Linked DNA regions of Mus musculus: region 1 is linked to region 2. The links are chromatin contacts, called in public promoter capture Hi-C maps. All regions are on one chromosome and are shown on one strand. Each heading gives the region's core, a stretch centred on a gene start, on an enhancer-like site or on the middle of the called end of the contact. The rest is flanking DNA. Distances are from core to core; before and after follow the strand shown. Region 1 holds the start of Atg4d (autophagy related 4D, cysteine peptidase). Region 2 holds the start of Tyk2 (tyrosine kinase 2).

Region 1 (6,343 bases), core at 3,322-5,821, 130 kb before region 2:
CTCAAATGTCAGAGTTAAAGGTATGCGACAACATACCCACCTCTTTTTAAACTGCAATCCTCTACAGGCTCAGGCAGGAGGAGCTAAAGTTCAAGATAATACTCTCTTTTTTTTTTTTTTTTTTTTTTTTTTTTTTGGTTTTTCGAGACACGGTTTCTCTGTATAGCCCTGGCTGTTCTGGAACTCACTTTGTACACCAGGCTGGCCTCGAACTCAGAAATCTGCCTGCCTCTGTCTCCCGAGTGCTGGGATTAAAGGTGTGTGCCACCATTGCCTGGCAACCTCATGATTCTGACATAGTAACTTTGAGGCCAGCCTGGGCTACAAGAGACCCTAACTTAATATAAACAAAGCTATATAAATATAATTAGCTGGAAGAAAGCAATGGCTAACATTTGGGCACCTTCTATGAGCACCATTTTTATTACTGTATTTGTATCTGTCATGTGTGGGTCAGTTCTCTCCTTCAACCATGTGGGTTCAGGAGATCCAATCCATGGTATCAGGCTTGGCTGCAAGAACCTTCACCAGCTGAGCCGTGATGTTTCTGGCCCTTTTGAAAAAGTATTATTATTATTATTATTACTATTACTATTGTGTGTCTAGGGGTGTACATGCCAAAGCACAAAACTGGAGGTCAAAGGACAACTTTGCAGAAAGGTACAGAGTTCAGACTCGAGCTGTCAGGCTTTTGCAGCAAGCCCCTTCAGCCACTGAGCTATCTTGTGGCCCCCACAGTTTTGGGGATCAATGGATCCTCTGCCAGCTTGTGAGCACGAGGATACCAGACTGGCTAACAATAAGGATATTTTGGTAGAGTTAAAGTGAACAGGGCTGATGGGATAGCCAAGCAAGTAAAGGACCTGCTGCCAAGCATGCTGACCCAAGTCCCATGTCTATACCCATAGGAGACAACACTCCCCCACGAGATCAAGTGCACATTGGTACAGGATTCCCACACCCCCCACATACACACACAAATAAAGATATGTAGTGTTGTGGTGTTTTGTTATTTTTTTTTTAAGTGGGACTGGAGTGAAGAAGGGAGCCCCCCCCCCCCTTGAATCTTTCATTCTGACTTTCTAGGTCTTGCAGAGAAGCACAAGAGGAAACCTCTATCCCAAAACTTCCATCAGCCCCTGAGAAATCGGGGCTTTGGGTAGCACTGGCTTGTCCCCAGCCTTACCTGTGCAGTCCTGAGAGACGTACACCACCAGGCGGCTGACTTCTGAGCAACTCTCCACAGCTTTCCTGGGGGGCAGGAGAGCAGACAGGCTTGAGTTCCTGGGGTCACCAGCAGCTCCCATCTTCCCTGCAATGGGTCTCACCTGAGGATGTGTGCCACCACAGAGGGCCCGTACCAGTCTCCTGCCTTCTTGCCCGAGCTCCGCCCAAGCTCCACTAGCCGATGTAGACCGAAGGGGGCCCGTGGATGATCAGCGAACCAGGAAACAATCCGCCGGTGCCAACGGTCCTGCTCCATCTCCAGTGCACCCTGTGTCCATCTTGGGGGCCCACGACGACCAGGCCCTCGGCAGCGACTGGGAGAGGCTGGCCCTGGCATCTCAGAGGAAGCCAGGCCTGTGCCTTCCACCCACCTCCAGTCTGAGGACGAGAAGACACTGAGAGCTAAACTGTGGCACAGCACCCTCCTTCCCTCCTATTGGACTCACACTCTAATACTCATGGAAATTACAAACTGACCTACTTTTTTGTCTTGATTTTTGCTTTTTTGAGACTGCATTTCTGTATAATGACCCTGGCTCATTCTGTAGACCAGGCTGGCCTCAAACTTACAGAGATCTGCCTACCTCTGCCTCCCAAGTGCTGGAATCAAAGGCCTGTGCCACCAAATCCTGCCAAAACTCATTTTTAAAAAGTAAAGGTCTGCTGGGCACTGGTGCACGCCTTTAATCCCAGCACTCGGGAGGCAGAGGCAGGCGGATTTCTGAGTTCGAGGCCAGCCTGGTCTACAGAGTGAGTTCCAGGACAGCCAGGACTATACAGAGAAGCCCTGTCTCAAAAAAAAAAAAAAAAAAAAAAAAAAAAAGTAAAGGTCTATTTTTAGCCAACGTGCAGCAGTGTTTTGCCTCTAAATAGTTAAGAGCTCTGTGAGGGCCTGGAGCTCAAGATTCCACAAGAGTCAGAGTCCCAGAAACTGCAATTACCTATGGTGAGAAGGTAACTCACGTGTGGGTCTCGCAATCAAACCTGCATCCTCTGCAAGCAGTAAGTGCTGCTTATTTATTTACTGGTTTATGTATTTGTTTTGGTTTTTCAAGGCAGGGCTTCTCTGTGTAGCCATGGCTGTTCTGGAACCTACTCTGTAGACAAGGCTGGCCTCGAACTAACAGAGATCTGCCTGCCTCTGCCTACGTACTGGGATTAAAGGCACTAGGCCTCAATAATTATTTAATTTTTGAGACATAATCTTGAACTTCTGTTTTTCCTACCTCCTCTAAGCACTTGCTATGTTTGCAGGCAGGCACCACTTAAGATCTTGTTTTCCTGACATATACATATATATGTACACATACATACATATATGTCAAAAATATACACACACTACACACACACACACACACACACTCACACACTTATCTCTAACTGGCCTGAAACTCACTATGTATCCCAGACTGGGTACTATATCTCAAAATCCTGCTTCAACCTCCCAAGTTCTGGAATTCCACTGCACTGTTCAACTCACAGTCTGCAGCAGTTTTAAAGGGCTGAGCCAGAAGCCAGGCACTTGCAGCCTGCATATACACAACTCACCTCTAGGCAGAAAATGCAGGAGCAGGCCCTGGGCCAGCATCATCTGACCACTTCGTAACATACATCCCCAGCCACAGTCTGAGGTCAGGCTGCCTCCAGCAAGGGGTGGGAAGTCCCGGCGATATGTGAGCCATAGTCGAGATACAAAGTCCCTTTGAAACCGCTGGATGTCACCTATGAGAACCAACTGGTCAGCCTGGCAATCAAGGAGAACCCTAGGAGACTTCCCCTACCCTGGTTCCAGATTTGACACCTCACCCTCTCCCTCGAAATGGTAGCATCGCCCGCAGAGGTGAACAGTGGAGATCTTGCTGAAGCTGGTCCGGCTTTTAACTGCCCAACCTGGGGAAACATGGAGTAGCTCGCAGCAATTTAAAGCACTCAAGTATCAGCAATGGGTCTTCCATTCCCCAGTGTTGAACTGGGCCTGATCCTAGCTGAGATGTCAGGGCGGCGGCTCTGCAAAATCCATGCCACACCACATCTGTCTGGAACACAGGTGGGACTTAGTCACATCTTCATAAGGACCCACTATCAACCCAGGGCCGTTCTATTCTGACTGTTGGGTTTTGCTGTAAATCTATAAAGCACATTTTTATTTTGTGTATGTGAGCTTGTGTATATATGTGGACAAGCAAGCACCACAGTTTGGGTCTGGAGTATAGAACATTGACAGGAGTGGGGGCTCTCCTTCCACCATTGGGGTCCAGGCTGGAGCTGAGGTCCTTAAGCTTGGTGACAAATGCCTTTAACTACTGCGGCATCTCACTAGCCTTTTTCCAATTTTTTTTTAAAATATCCACTGGTGTTTTGCCTGCATGTATACCTGTGTGAGGGTGTTAGATCCCATGAAACTGGAGTTACAGACAATTGTGAATTGCCATGTGGGTGCTGGTAATTGTTCCTCTGGAGGAACAGCCAAGGCTGCTGAGCAGTCTCTCCAGCCCCCTGTTTTCCGATTTTTTGAGACCCAGTCTCATGAGGAGCTCAAGTCAGCCTGGAACTTATTATATAGTCCAGGATAGCCTAGAACTCTTGGTAAACCTCCTGCCTCAGCATCCCAAGTGCTGGGATTACAGGTGTGAACCAACATCTATTAACTCTGTTCATACTATTGCACCTATGTTACAGAGGGCAGTAAACAGACCGCAGGAAAGCAAGGTATTTGGCCAAGGTCAAACAGGTGCAATGGGCGGAGCTTGAAAACCTTTCCCATTTAACCTGCCCCACGTCCAGGACTGGGAAGGGCGGAGGACCTGCTTGTGACTCCTCCTGGATGGGCTCATCCACAGGACAGGGTAAAGGTTTGGTTTCTTTTGCTCTGACCCCTCTGACACCCTTGACCAGTGCACCCCCTCCTCACCATACTTGACGTTGTTCCAGGCTGTCAGGAACTTGGCTTTGAACTTGTCCACCTCGTCGGGCTCGGCGGGGTCTGTCCCAGATGAACCGAGAGCTGCCACTCCGGACCCCGAAGGTCCCAGGTTGCTAGGATCCGGGATACGGGTTTGTCCCCTCGGCCGGCGACAATCGGCCCGGCGCGCGTCCTCCGAGCTCCCGCTGCGGTACTGCGCCGCAGCCGGCGACACGGAGTTCATGGACCCGCCGGAGAGGAAGGACGCAGGTGTCCCCGAGGTCCGGGGAACTGCGAACGCTCGGGAGCAGCCCCGCGGCCAGCACAGTGTTACTCTATACTCAGAGCCGGGCTCCCGGGTCCGGCTCTGGCCGCAGCGGATACCCGGGCTCCCACAGCCAGCGCCATCTTGGTGGCCCAGAGCACCCGGATACGGTGGGCTTGGCTAGCGAGCAAGCCACGCCCCTGTACAGTCCGCCTCCCTTGGACTCACCACACCCTCCTAATCTCACCGCGCAGGCGCAAGCGCGTCCCTGGGGGCCCTTATCTCAGACCAATGGGTCAGAGCCGGAGAAGCCACGCCCATTTACAGCCCTTTCTCAAGCCTTGCACACCCTTGTTCTGAATGACATCTCAAGCTGCGGACGCCGGACCTTCTCTCGCTCAAAAGTGCAGATTTCCCCGCCCTGCCACTCAAATTCCACTGCATTGAAGGTCCCATGTTCTGGGTGCGATACATGGGGCTTGTCGTGCCTGTGGAGATCTCGTAAGAGCCAACTCAGGTTCCTAGACAGCCAGCACCTTTATCGCATCTTTATCCGCTGAGCCATCTGAAGGGCCTTTCCAATGTTTTGAGACAAGCTCTCACTTAGACCTGACTCTCCTAAGGAGAATACATTCCGACTATTCAAGTCCTGCTTAGGCACACGAGCTCCGTTCACGCCCAGAACACATGCCCCGACCTGCAGTGAAATTGGAGAGCCCAGGCAGAGAACCCACCCTGGAGCTCAGGCTGGCCTCCAACTCATGGCTGCCCGCCTGCGTCAGCTTCTTTAGTGCTGGGGTACTCAAAGACTGAGCACACTGGCGATGGAGCTGAGTTGGTAGAGGGCCTAGCACACGTGAGGCCCTGTGTTCTATTCCCTGAAACCCAGAAACTGAGTGTAGTGGTGCATGAAACCCAAGTCTCTGAGGCAAAGGCAGGGGCACAGGCCCCTCCTCTGTTGTGCAAGGCGTTTGAAACCAGCCTGAGCTTCATGAGAACGAAAGAGACTGTGAACACAACAGAGTTTATCAACCCAGAACAGATGTCACCCTGGGGATGTGACTATCCCTGACCCATTGGTGCCCCATTGGTCATGATTCTCAGTGCCTCAGTTTTCTCCTGAGCAAAATTTGAGGGAGTTATCTGTAAGACTATAAAAGGAAAACGAGGGCTGGTGAGATGGCTCAGTGGGTAAGAGCACCCAACTGCTCTTCCGAAGGTCCAGAGTTCAAATCCCAGCAACCACATGGTGGCTCACAACCATCCGTAACGAGATCTGACTCCCTCTTCTGGAGTGTCTGAAGACAGCTATAATGTACTTCCATATAATAAGTAAATAAATTAAAAAAAAAAAAAAGGAAAACGATTTTGGCATTTTTTTTAGTGAATCTTTTTTATTTATTTATTTATTTTATTTTTATGAGAACGCTGTCGCTGTCTTCAGACACACCAGAAGAGGGCATCAGAATCCATTACAAATGGTTTTGAGCCACCATGTGGTTGCTGGGGATTGACCTCAGGACCTCTGAAAAAGCAGCCAGTGCCCTTAACTGCTGAGCCATCTCTCCGGCCCCAATTTTGGTATTTTGAGACCCTATCTTATGTAGCCCAGGCTGAGCTTGAACTTACAAGCTATGTGCCTGAGGATGGCCTTGAATTTGCCTATTATTTATTTATTACACTTATTTATCTGTGTGTGTATGTGCACGTGTGTGTGTGTGTACGCGAGTGCACACACGTGCGTGGGTGTGTGTGTGCATGTGTGTACACATCCTTGCCACAGCACTTATGTGGCACTCAGAGGGCAACTTTTGGAAGTCACCTTCTACCACATGAGTCCTAGGGACTGAACTCGGGTCGTCCGGCTGGCAGCAAGCACCTTTACCTGCTACTCTGTCCTAAATTTATGATCCTTCTCTCTCCGCCTCCAGAGTGCTGGGATTACAGGC
Region 2 (5,987 bases), core at 52-2,551:
TTTTTAGCAGGTCCAGGGCTTTCTGGTTTGTAGGGCTGCTTGGGTCTGGTGCGGTGTAGATCATCTCTGGAGCAGTTTGCAATCTGCTTCTGATTCATGGATGGTGTGCACCGGCCGAGTGGAACCGTACTAATATAGATCTGGACTAGGGACAAAAGTCAATGAAGTTAAAGGAAACATATTTGGAGAGCCTCGGAAATGGGCAACAGGCAGGGAGGCATAGGCTGCTGATTGACAGGAGTTCAAATCCAGGCAACCACAAGGTGGCACACATCCTTAACAAGACCTGATGCTCTCTTCCCGTGTGTCTGAAGACATCTACAGTCTTCCTACATATAACAATGAATATTTTTTTTTTTTTTTTTTTTTTTGGTTTCTCGAGACAGGATTTCTCTGTGTAGTCCTTGCTGTCCTAGAACACACTCTGTAGACCAGGCTGGCTTCAAACTCAGAGATCCGCCTGCCTCTGCCTCCCGAGTGCTGGGATTACAGGCATGTGCAACCACTGCCCGTCTTGAATAAATCTTTAAACAAAAACAAAAACTGGGTCTCATACAGCCTATGTCGTTCTCAAATCTCGCCCCAACTCAAAGTAGAGAGGATGGCATTGAACTTTTTTTTTAAAAAAATTATTTATTTTATGTATTTGAGTACACTGTCGCGTCTTCAGACACATCATTAGAGGGCATCGGATCCCATTACAGATGGTTGTGAGCCACCATGTGGTTGCTGGGAATTGAACTCAGGACCTCTGGAAGAGCAGTCAGTGTTCTTAACCTCTGAGCCATCTCTTCTGAGCTTTCTTTTCCACTCAAGTGCTGAGACTACAGGCATGTGTCTTCACACTTAATTGCAAGCACTGAGCTACAGCCTATTCACCAAAGACTGTTCAAGGAAAGCTTGGGGGGTGGGGCTTGGGATACGGTATTTTAAAAGGGGTGGTGATGGGAGAGGTTGGATGTGTAGGGATAGCACTGGGAGCCTCAAGCCTGGGTGACTCTGCAGCCGCGATACCCTGGTGTAGGCCGACGGGCAGAAGCCTAGGCAATGAGGGTTCCAGGTCCTTCGCCTACAGACCTCACTTTTCCGCCCGGCCCTGCAGCCCTCCTCTGCGTTTCCGCCCTCACCTTCGACGTCCAATCGTAGAGGCCTCCTCAGTTCCGCTTGCCACGCCAACAAATCACGACTAAAATAATCCCTCACCATCAACATTCGGAACGCCGCTGTTCTCGTACAATGACCAATAGGGATGTAGGACCGTAAACTGGGTGGGACGGACCGCAGCCAAAGGCATGCGCACTTCAGGTAGCCAATGGCAAGTGGCGCGTAGGCGGTGGACTTCCAGCGGCTCCCCGAGGCAGTGGGGCGGGGTCCAGGGTCCCAAGCCTGAGTACTCCGGAAACGGTGAGTGCAGAGGGTCCGCTGTGGGAAGCTGGCAGCGAGGAGGCTTGGGACTTGCCTGCATTAACACTGCCCCAGAGTGAGACTGGTGGGTTACCTGGAGAGTGCACAGTGCAGTTATTGCCTGGGCCAGATAGGTAGGCAAGTTTTCGGACAGTCGGTGCGGAGAGATGCAGTTTCTGCAAGTACAAACTACCTGGATTTCGTCTTCAAAGCTAAACCTGAATTTTTGAGACGATCCAGGAAGGAGGAAGGGAGTTCTCTTAAAAGCCCATGTCCCCAGGATGGCGCCCTGAACAGGAATAGATACGGTCCACAACTATTAACCGCTTACTGTGTGCCAGACGCTTTCTCTCTTGCCTTTGAGATAGACACTGGCCCCAGCCTCCTTTACAGGCAGATCTGACTGTATGTAGGTGCGCCTACAGTCACATAAATTACTAAGGCTGGTGGGCTCAAGGTTGGGCTTGCTGACCTATCTGCCTCCGAGTCCAACACTGAGGAGGCAGAGGCAGAGGGATTGCTGTGAGCTCTATTGTAAAATGCTGCCTCAAAATTAAAATTGTGTGTGTGTGATGTTGAGTATAGTGCATTATTCCTGCATTTAGAATACTGAGGCAAAAGGACCACCATGCTTTGGAGACCAGTGTGAGCTACAGTGTGAGTTCCAGGATAGCCTGGGCTACACTGTTGGACCAACATCAAAATCATAACATAAAGGATGAATGGATGTTCCCTCAGTTGGAAAAGTGCCTGCTAACATAAGGACCCAAGTTTGAATCCCAACACTCACAGAAACCGGAGTGTGGCAGCAGGCATGTCACTCCAGCACTAGGGGATGGAGACAGGAAGCTCTTAGGGGCTCCCAAGACAGCCCAGCCAGAACAGTGACCTTGGTTTAGTAATACCATGCCTCAAAAAATAAGGTAAAGGAGTAGGAGAAACGACTCAGGGTTACAGTCACTGTTAACACAGAGGACCTAGATTTAGTTCCCAGCACCCACATGGCAGCTCTCAACCATATATAACTCCAGTTCCAGGGGATCTTACCCCATCTTCTGGCCTCCATCGGTACCAGGAACATATGAGGTACAGACAAACATGTAGGCACAATGTTCACACTTATTATAAGTGTGGAAGCCAGGCAGTCATGGTGTATTCCTTTAGTCCCAGCACTTGGGAGGCAGAGGCAGGCAGATCTCTGAGGTTGAGGCCAGCCTGGTCTACAGAGTAAGTTCCAGGATATCCAGGGCTACACAGAGAAACCATGTTTGAAAAAGCATTTAAAAAGTAGAAAGTAATAGAGGAAGGACCTAATGTCCACTTCTGGCCGAAGCTGACTTTCACACTCAGGTGCACACACATGTATACACTGTGCATGCACACACATACATATGCATGTACATATTTCCCTATACACATTCATGCACTATACACACATCCATGCATCATACACACACATGTGAGATGCACACATATGCCTATACACATGCACTTGTATATATTATCTAAACACACATAATTTATGTACGTACATACATGTCATGTACACATATGCCTGCACACACATGGGTACAACAGGAATATATACACCTATAACATGCACACATGTGCACACTATGTACATGCACACACATCACCATGTTCATACGTTTTTGGTTTGTTTTTTTTTTTTTTCTGGGTTTTCTTTTTTTGTTTTGGTTTTGTTTTTTTTTTTGGTTTTTGGTTTTTCCAGACAGGGTTTCTCTGTGTAGCCCTGGCTGTCCTGGAACTCACTTTGTATACCAGGCTGGCCTTGAACTCAGAAATCTTCCTGCCTCTGCCTCCCGAGTGCTGGGATTAAAGGCGTGCGCCACCATGCCCAGCTATGTTTTGTTTTTATGAAACAGGGTTTCTTTGTGTAATCCCAGGTGTTTTGGAACTCACTGTGTAGACCAGACTGGCCTTGAACTCAGATCCACCTGCCTCTGCCCCCAGAGTGCCAGGATTAAAGGCGTATGCATGTGGAACCTTGTCCCTTAAATGTGGAGGACCCCTGTGAGTACCCCCAAGGGAGTCAGAGCAGCCCCCGTCTCCTCTTACAGGGGTGGATCTGGGGTGCTGAAGGGAAAGTGGAAGTGGTGAAGTTCATGACATAATTAAGTTATCTGTGTGTGTGTGTGTGTGTGTGTGTGTGTGTGCATGTGTGTACTTATGCAGCATAAGTGGAGGACAGCTCAGAGCATTCTGTCCTTCCATTGTGTGAGTTAAAGGCATTAAGCCCAGATTGTGAGTTTAGTCACTGGTCCCTTTACCTGCTGAGCCATCTCTGACCCCAAAATGTAGTACTGCTTTTTGGTGGTCAGGGGGTGGAGCCTAGGACATAGTGCATGCAGGAGGCATGCTGCCTGCACTCAGCTCCTCCGCATGCAGCAGATTCTCTTTGTGTCATATTTGGTTGTTGTTATTCCTGTCTTAATTCAGGTCCTGCTGACACAGTACCATGCAGGACCAGGTTGGAAGATCTTTCCGTAGCAACCGTCTCAACATCTTTTCTTCACCTGGGGAAATGGAGGACCAGAGAGGTTAAGTGCACTGCCTGAGGTCACACAGAAAGTTCCAAGACGCACTGCCAGGTCTGTTATATCAAGCCTGCCTGCCCTCAGGGACCTTGGTTCAAAGCAGATACTGATTGATTGGCTGATTGATTAACTGATTAAGACAGCATCTCAACTGTGTGACCTGAGCTGGCCTTGAACTCACAGACAGAGTTATCAGTGAAAGGCATGTACCACTGTGCTTGGCTTGATCTTATTTTATTTTTGTTTATTATTGTTAAGGTGTTTTTATACGGATGCACATAGCACTTGTGTAGCTCAGAGGACAGCTTTTTTGGTCAGTCCTCTCCTTCCATCATGTGGGTACCAGAGATAGAGCTCAGGTGGCCAGGCTTGGCAGCAAGCGTCTTTTACCCTTGAGCTGTCTCCTGAGGCAGGATCTTACATAGCCCTAGATGCCCTTCAGTACCTCACATATCTGAGGATAACCTTGATTTCCTGATCTTCCCGCCTCCCTGTGAAATGCTGGGACAGCCGGTGAGTGCTCCTAACTGCACCTCAGCGTAGCCTTTCAGACTGTTGGCAGATTATTGAAGGAGAAAGTCAGTGATTCCTGCCCTAGCAGGCAGGAAGCCTGTAAGCCAGCCTGAGGGAGACAGGTGGACCGTGGCAGCCTCACTGACCTTCCAGAAGCAACACAGGACGTTCAGTCTGCTGGTACTGTTGTGCATCTGTAGTTCCAGTTGCTTGGAATGCTGAGGCAGGTGGATTGCTTGAATGAAGGTATTGAAGATCAGCCTGGAAAAAGTATAGTAAGATCTTGTTCAAGTGTTTGTTCAACTAAATAAATATTTTCCAGGTGGTAGGTGGCACATATCTCTTTCTTTCTTTTCACATGTGCACGCACATGTGTGTGCGCGCACACACACACACCTCTAAAAAACAGTATATATAGGGCTGGAGAGGTGGCTCAGCAAGTAAGAGCACTGACTGCTCTTCGTTCGAAGGTCCTGAGTTCAAATCCCAGCAACCACATGGTGGCTCACAACCATCTGTGATGAGATCTGATGCCCTCTTCTGGTGCATCTGAAGACAGCTACAGTGTACTTACATATAATAATAATAATAATAATAATAATAAAGAAACAGTATGTACAGTAGTGAGTTGGAGGCAAGCCTGGGTTACATGAGACTGTCTAAAAAACAAAAAAGAAACCAAAAATATAAGATGTCTTTGCTATCACTAAAAGTAGGGGTGGCAGGGGGGTACGTTAGTCTTCCTTCCTGTCCGCAGCCAGCACATTGAATGGTGGGGACCATGCCTCTGTGTGGGCGGAGAGCCATCTTGGAAGACAGCAAGGCAGATGGCACAGAAGCTCAGCCCCTGGTGCCCACAGGATGCTTGATGGTGCTACTGCATTGGCCTGGGCCTGAGGGCGGGGAGCCCTGGGTCACCTTCAGCCAGACATCTCTGACTGCAGAGGAGGTCTGCATCCACATCGCACACAAAGTCGGTGAGTACACCACCCCAGGAGGGGCTGATGCTGTGTTTCACCATCACTGGACAAAATGGAGTGAGTGTAAGTGCCAGCTTATGTCAGGACCCCTAGGGGCTGTTGTTCCAGAGGGCTGGAACGGAGAGCACTGCTGAGCCAGGCCTGTGATCCCAGAACGTGGGAAGCTGAGGCAGGAGGATCCTCACAAGTTCCAGTCCAAACTAATGACACAAGAAGACCCTGCTTCAAAAACCAAACCTTAGGCTCAGTGATAGAGCTCTTGCCTAGAATTCCCCAGTGAAGGGGCTGGAGAGATGGCTTAGTGGTAAGAGCAGTGGCTGCTCTCCCAGAGGACCTGGGTTCAATTCCTAGCACCTACATGGTAGTTTACAACTGTCTGTAACTCCAATTCCAGGGGATCTGGTACTCTCACACAAACATCCATGCAGGTAAAATACCAATGCACATGAATAAGTCTTAGGAAAAACAGACTCACCCAGCAAGGGGCTGCCGTTTAACCCAGTGGTATAGCAGCCACCTAGAATCTCTCAGT

What was found. Capture Hi-C pulls out chosen DNA fragments and counts their contacts.
Region 1: a promoter capture Hi-C map of adipose tissue shows a contact between it and region 2. The contact joins the promoter of Atg4d here to the promoter of Tyk2 in region 2. A contact is called at or near these places in 1 of 115 datasets of contacts at active chromatin or transcription factors (embryonic stem cells) and 3 of 9 other capture datasets (adipose tissue, liver and pancreatic islet).

What each region holds. Positions count from the first base shown.
Region 1 is chr9:21,263,513-21,269,855 of GRCm38.p6, reverse strand. Atg4d (autophagy related 4D, cysteine peptidase) reads right to left here and starts at 4,571. Exons shown (of 10, transcript NM_153583.10): 1 at 4,139-4,571; 2 at 3,034-3,117; 3 at 2,776-2,949; 4 at 1,329-1,605; 5 at 1,187-1,251. The coding sequence starts at 4,373.
Region 2 is chr9:21,126,589-21,132,575 of GRCm38.p6, reverse strand. It overlaps Tyk2 (tyrosine kinase 2), which reads left to right and starts at 1,301. Exons shown (of 25, transcript NM_018793.2): 1 at 1,301-1,404; 2 at 3,865-4,016; 3 at 5,233-5,452. The coding sequence starts at 5,245.